Regions from separate parts of the Mus musculus genome. Here region 2 is linked to region 1. Evidence: chromatin contacts called from public HiCAR-type data. All regions are on one chromosome and are shown on one strand. Each heading gives the region's core, a stretch centred on a gene start, on an enhancer-like site or on the middle of the called end of the contact. The rest is flanking DNA. Distances are from core to core; before and after follow the strand shown. Region 1 overlaps Kcnip4 (Kv channel interacting protein 4). Region 2 overlaps Adgra3 (adhesion G protein-coupled receptor A3).

Region 1 (3,552 bases), core at 65-2,564:
AACCTATATATAAAAATGAAATAATTTTATCTTTATGTTTTATTGATATTGATGTTTATAAAAACAATGTGATTTTAAAGTAGAAAGAAGTTACTGTGCTCTGAAATCTTTTGTGTCTTAAAACACTCTATCAGCATCTTATCTTTTTTTCCATATTTTATTGGTTATTTTATTTATTTACATTTCAAATGTTATCCTCCTTCCCTGTGGAGATGTCTTATCTTTTAAATGAATGGCATCTTGTCCTATATCATGAGAGAAGCATCCCACTTTTATTTGCTTTATATAACTTTATCTTTGGAGAACTGTCTATAACTTATTTGGGCCCATTTCTGTGTTTTACACCCCTGTGCCTTCTTTATTCAATTTTGCTCCCAGACCCATGAAAATGTCATAAATACAAGACAGCACTTGATATTCCTTTGCTGGTGGTGTTGGTTCTGGGAACCCACATTATACAATGCAAGAACCTACTTTCAGAAGCCAGACTTTCACACCTATACACAAACCTTGACATGCATGAGGGCACATACCAATTAAAGAGGTATAAAATGAAACATATTCTAAAACTGTTTCTTCACTTGTGACATAAAATTTTCTTTCTACTGTGAACTCATCCCTGAATTATAATACCTCAGCTCATTTTTAAAGCATAAAGCACACAATTTGGAAGACTAGTAACCTTCAGACTGTTGTATAAAGTGGTAAAAAATGTTATTTTCTTTTCTTTTTAGTTTTTAAACATTTATCAATTTAAGAGGTGGTTTTATTATTTTTACACAACAAATATCTACATCTGCTACTAGCTAGACCCTGCCCTGAAGTTTAAAAATATGATTCTAGCTTGTTGTGCAAAGGCATTGGGCTTAGAGCTAGCCCACTCTCTCTTTGGTTTTCTCATGGAGGCAGCTATTTAAGTGTTTCAGTATCTTAGCAGATATCATAGTCATGTTCAAGTAGAAATGTCTTCATAACCTCTCAGTTATATTTAAGATAATAGAAACGCATCAAACAAGCCATCTCTTTTTGGTTAAAAAGCAGACATACAAAGGTGGAGGTCACAGGTGCTAAGATGGAAGTATGACTAACCAAATCCCATCAGTTGCAAAGGAGAGAGCTATCTGAAATTAGTAGGAGGGCCACAGTGAAAGAGTAACATTCTGTCTTTTAAAAAATGTGCAAATGTTTATCTCATAATTGTTGGCTGAGGAGTTATGAAAAAAGGCTTGATGAAAACATCAGAAATTAGGCACTGTTTGATCTAACAGGGAGCACTATCCAATTCACCTTGAGCAGAGCTATGGAATGTTTGTGGTCAAAGTCAACCATTAACTTCATGTTGTTTGAAGTGGCATACTGTTTATGGATAGCAGTTGAGGTTGATGATTAACTAATTGATTTTTCCAATATTTGGCTCTCAAGGTAGTCCGGTAACAATGACAGCATATAATATTTCTTATAAAGGCAGAAAAACAAACAAACATATATCTGCTCCCAAATTATTTGTTCCAGGTATGGCACTAGTCATTTATAGCATGGTAAATAAAGCCACTCATTCCCTTTGGTGCCATATGGTAGGACTTAAGCGTGTTATCATATCTGACTCTAACAGAAACTCAGAAGATGTAATTAAGTCAAGAATCCTTAGAGGAAATGTGATCTTGACTTCTCTGAACATGCTTCTGTAATCACAGGATTCTGTAAAATGAAGGAAGGCACCGGGAATCTCAATGTCGGGGTAGAGTCTGGGAAAAACTCCATCCACCCTTATTAACTTTTAGTGACAAATAGCCTTGGTCTAAGAAACCCTGGAGTCTATGGGAATTTGAAAAGTCAAGGGCACAGGTTTCTCTGTAACCTGCAGAAGAATGTAGGCTTCCAGTGCTTTGATTTCATCCTAGTAAGACCCATGCTGGAGTGTGGTCTCCTGAGTGAAGAGGAAATAAATGTGGTATGCTCTAAGGTCCCACATTTGTCCTGATTTGTGATAGTAGTGATGGGGAATTAACAAGTAGTTTGAATGGTAGTTTCTGCTTATGAGTATGCTTCTGAAAGCAAGCCCTTAACATTGATCATTCTTTTATTTGGTTCATGGTTATGAAGTTTTCAATCCAAAGTCCTAGAGTTACAATTATCTTAGGTCTTTGTGAAGGTGGCACATTAGAACGGGAGTTGGTGGAAGGGTAAACTGCTTACATTTCCAGCCAGGATGCTGGAGAGACAGAATGGACTGTGTCCCCACAGTCCAGTTTGAGCACAAGCTCCTAATGATCTTAGACCTTCTGAAAGCCTCTACTTGTTAATGGTCCATGATACTTCTGAATCCCAACACCAGGGCAATAAAAGTTTGAATTTATGTCACCTTGGAAAACATTGACATACAAATTCTATGTATGTTTCTTTATGATTATAAATGTGTTTATATAATTTATAAATCTACGATGCTAAAATGAAAACATCTTATGTTCTTCTCTCTTTCATCATATGTGTATAATTTAGTCCTACTGGTTTGAAAAAACACTTAAGAGACAAGACTATATGTTATTTTATGGACTTTTCCATTTATTTCAAAGTTTTGAGGACTGATTGACAGGTATTTCCTATTATCTTTGCAATATATAAATATGTTTGGCTGGCCCTAACTCTCACTTATCCTAGTAATTGTATCTTGTCAGTGTTGCAAGCAATTGGAAATTGAGATACAGATTCACATTTAGAGAACTCAGAAGAGACCAAGAAAGATAAAGTAGTCCATCAATTTCCCAGAGTACAATGAGGAGTATAACTCTCATGTATATTGTGGGTTTCTTCTGCCTTCTGCTTTTCAACACAGGTCAGTGGTTGTTTTAGTTTCTGAGATTCCATGAGCCCTGCTTAGTTGATTCTTTGGGCCATGTTCCTATGGTGTCCTCAACTCCTCTGGTTCCTAAATCCTTCCTCCCTGTCTTCTGCAGGGTTCACTGGCTCAGCCTAGTGTTTGGCTGTGGGTCACTGCAAAGGCTCTTATGAGTTGCTGGATGAAATCACTCTAATGACAATTGGCCTACAAACTGATTTATGAGTAAAACAGGATATTACTTGAAACCATCTGATTTTTTCAGTCATGTTTGGTTCTATCCAGGGTCTCAGGACTATTTAGTTACTGGTTTGGGGCCATCTAAGTAGTGTCAGGCATCTGCTCCCTTCTGTGACATGGGCTTGAAGTTGGCCCTGTCATTGGTTGGCCATGGCCACAAGTCTGCACCACCATTGCCCCAGAACATTTGGCAGACAGGACAGATTGTAGATAGAAGGCTTTGTATCTGGGTTGGCATTCCTACATCACTGCTGAAAGTCTTGCCTGGCTATAGAAGATGGGCAGTTCGGGCTCCATATGCTCTACTAATAGAAGGAGTCTTCGCTCAGTGTGCTCTCATAGATTCCAGGGAATTTCTACTGCACTAAGTTTTCATGTCACCCCTTAAATGTCCCTCAATTCCAGTAAGCTCTCCAAGTGTTGCCTCCCCCTTATCTGATCCCTCTGTTCCCATTTCTACCACCCCTATTCCATTC
Region 2 (3,206 bases), core at 466-2,965, 710 kb before region 1:
TGTTAAAAACCCTTCAGATTTTCTTAATCAACTAAATGCTATTTAGCTTTATGTAAACTCACTGTGTTTAATGTTAACGCTGAAAAATAGGTTATTTACTTTTTATTTATGAAACTGCTAAGTAAAGCATTGAAAGCAAATGAGGAAAAAAAAACAGGCTTTTATGTATTATTTCAAGGGTTGGGTCTTTGAGAAAGCTGACTGGGAACTTGGAAGGTTATTTAATGAGCCATTTGGAGAGTTAGGGTTTACTGTGTACCCGGGCATATTTTTGTTGTCTTTGTATGGTTATTAACGGCACCTTTTAATCTTAAGACTCTAATCATGTGTTCCATGCTGATGGTTTTGACTTGCTGTCTCATTTTATATAATTGTTCACTTTGTGGGAATCGAAGTTGGGTGCTGGTTACAGCTTTGAGAATGTAGCTAAGTTCTGCTGGATGAATTCTGTAGAAAAGATTTCTTGGATGAATAAATCTGAGATGTCCGACAAATTTAGGTGTCTTCTGTTCAGCACAATAGGGATTCCTGCGTGCATTTGCTAAGAGAGCTAATTAGCAGGCTGCTGCTTCGCATTGCTCTAATTCTGGGGATCTTGCTAGTGGTGGTGTTCCTACCCCTTTGGGTCTGTGTGTGTACCCCGCCATCCTTAGTTGTTACAGGGTACCACCCATCCTGCTGCCTGCACAAGATTACCCTAAAACTGGGCAAGACGCACAGGAACCTCAACAGTGTAACAGCTGGCGCAGGCTGGTTTAGCTGAGCAGTTGCGCCAGGCCTTGAGGAAGGCAGTGTGGTCAAGTATGCAGTTACCATTGGGTGGTGCTGAATGATAACTCCTGCTTGGCTAGCTGTGGTCTGGCTGTTGTGATTGGCTTGGATCTTATTAAGTAGTGCTAAAGGCCCACCTTAAGTACTTTCCCACACTTGGCTTCTATGTCCACTAAAAGCTTTCATTTTCTAAGTCCCTAGAATAATTTATAGATGAGATATTGAGTAACAGAGGTTAAGAACCTTATGCAGAATGCTGAAGCCAGATCTTGGTATTAATGTTTAAACGCAGGTAGTTTGTGTGCCAGAGTCTACCCTCTGTCGTGGTGTTACCTGCTTAGTAACTACTGAGACAAAGGCAGGGACTGGAATAGTGACCCCAAAACAACAGATTTGTTTGCCCAGTCAGTCATACGACCCACTTTGGTGATGGAGTGGCTCCCGGTAGCACAGTCATGCATAGAGCAAATGAATGCTTATTATGCTCAGGGACATCCTGTTGCTTCATATGGGGTCTGTACCTTAGCTTTGGTCCACAGGACACTCTTGTGATTAAAGTAAAAATTCTGTTAAGGATAAGATATTTGAAATTTTCTTTTTTCCCCCTATCTTTCTCTCTTACTTCTGTCCTGTTCAAGATCATGTTGAAAATTGTAGCAGAAACCCAAAGAGGGCTGAAAAATGAGAGAGCAGTTCCCCTGGCCCTGGAGCACTGGGGACTCAGGAGTAAAACCCGGCAGATGGATGGGATTGATGGTGAGACCCCACAGCAGAGGAACTTACAGCCCAGGAGAGAAAGTGCCAACTCACTAGAAAAATGACGTTCTGAACAGCGCTCTGGAAGAGTCCCAAGAACTGAAAATGTGGGGAGTGGCAGCAGAAGTGGGTAATGAGAGTGCCCAGCCAGCAACTGATGACCTTGAGACAGATGCTCTGTCTAGCTGGGCCCAGAGGAGGAGCTGCTGATATGAGGTTGCCGCAGCTGCAAAACCACTTTGCTTGTTCTCTGCCCATCATCTGCGGAGGCTCAACAGAGTAGGAGTTGGAAGCAGGAAGTTACTGAGTCCCTGCAGCCTGTGTAACTCCACTCTCTAAGGTTACAAGACTCCCCAAATTCGGCATAAAGGAGGTTGTGTCGTATGTGTCCATCCTTATTTTCATATATGCTAATGAGATCCTTTGCTGCCCCTCAGTATTGATCAGTCCATGAACAACCAGAAAGGGTCATTAGACTTTTGAGAAATCAACACTGTGAGCCGGCAAGGAGCCAGTGTTTTGGAAGCCTTGGTGAGATGTTAACGCAGGAGAATTCTAGTGGGTATTTCAGATCCGAAAGAATAACAGATCCATAGGGCAAGAATAGCGTGGGAAAGGGTGAGAAGGGAGCTCTGCGGAGTTAGCTGTGAGGCTGAGATGTGAAGGAGCCTGTCCCGGGTCAATGATTGGTCTGAAGGGCAGGAGGGAAGTGACTCAGGATTTAGGAAATTAGTGGTCTGGAAAATTGAGCGGAGGATTTATTTGCAAATTCAAAGCAGAAGGATTAAGATGGAGGTTGTGAAGCAGTATTAAGAACCGTGGAGGACGGCCTAAGAGATGAGTGTTAGCTAAGTCATAGAATCTCAGATGCTGCTGGGGCTAGAGAGAGATGACTTATTTCTCTTAAGAGCTGGCGACTCTAAACATGGAGGTTTCTTTCGCCACACCACAACGAGCCACGTCTTTAGAATCTCTGCCAATCCCCAGTCCTCTCAACCAGAATTCCAAGTCACTTAACCATTCCAGGTCTGCGTGAGATCATTTTAATACAATGCCTTTCCAGCTTCAACTTGAAAATAACTAGGTGAAGTTAAGAAGTAGATGGGTAGAAACTACTTAACATTGTAACTCAGGATACCTGCTTTCTTTTACTCACAATTTACTATTTTAACCAGAGTTTCCTTTTTTTGTTTGTTTTTTTTTTTTTTTTAAAGATGTGTCCAATATTTTATTGTGGCATATGCTGTGTGCTGCACAAGTTATTGAGTGTGCTTGTGTATATGCAGTGGTGTATAATTGTGTTCCAGAGGTCATTTTTCTCTACTCTGTGTGTGTGTTGTGCATACAAATTTGACAGTAGGGTATTTTAATAAAAACAAAATTTTAAAAGAATATCTTCAGTCATGAAATTATAGTTTAGATGGCTCTGAAGCATTTTTTAAAAACTTGTTTAGCTTCCTAATCTTGATTCTTCTCCTTCGTCCCTAACCCCCAATTGAGTTGCATTTTCCTAAGCTTCTTTTATAGGTGGATGAGAACTTAAGAGAGATGTGGCTTCAAAGTTTCCTGTGGCACTGGAGTGCAGTCCCCTACCCTCTGAAATGTTAAATTCTGACAGTGGCATCGCTTGTCCTCACTCACACTGACTGTCCTATCTTCTGTTATACAACCTTTAATTT

What was found. HiCAR-type assays count read pairs that join an accessible place to other places.
Region 2: a contact with region 1 is called in a HiCAR-type map of kidney, with 4 times the contacts expected there. The contact joins two enhancer-like sites. A contact is called at or near these places in 2 of 115 datasets of contacts at active chromatin or transcription factors (embryonic stem cells and kidney).

The regions. Positions count from the first base shown.
Region 1 is chr5:49,327,008-49,330,559 of GRCm38.p6, reverse strand. The region is part of intron 1 of Kcnip4 (Kv channel interacting protein 4); the gene reads left to right. Among named protein-coding and RNA genes, the nearest start is that of Kcnip4, 200 kb to the left of the region's middle. Within about 2 kb of position 1,314, at least 11 of the 459 cell types and tissues checked have an H3K27ac peak or open chromatin away from gene starts, as enhancers often do. A contact at or near this core is called in kidney, where this site is marked.
Region 2 is chr5:50,032,925-50,036,130 of GRCm38.p6, reverse strand. All of the region lies in intron 1 of Adgra3 (adhesion G protein-coupled receptor A3), which reads left to right. LOC115490186 (a long non-coding RNA gene) reads left to right here. Exons shown (of 2, transcript XR_003955916.1): 2 at 1-1,911. Among named protein-coding and RNA genes, the nearest start is that of Adgra3, 24 kb to the left of the region's middle. Within about 2 kb of position 1,715, at least 64 of the 459 cell types and tissues checked have an H3K27ac peak or open chromatin away from gene starts, as enhancers often do. A contact at or near this core is called in kidney, where this site is marked.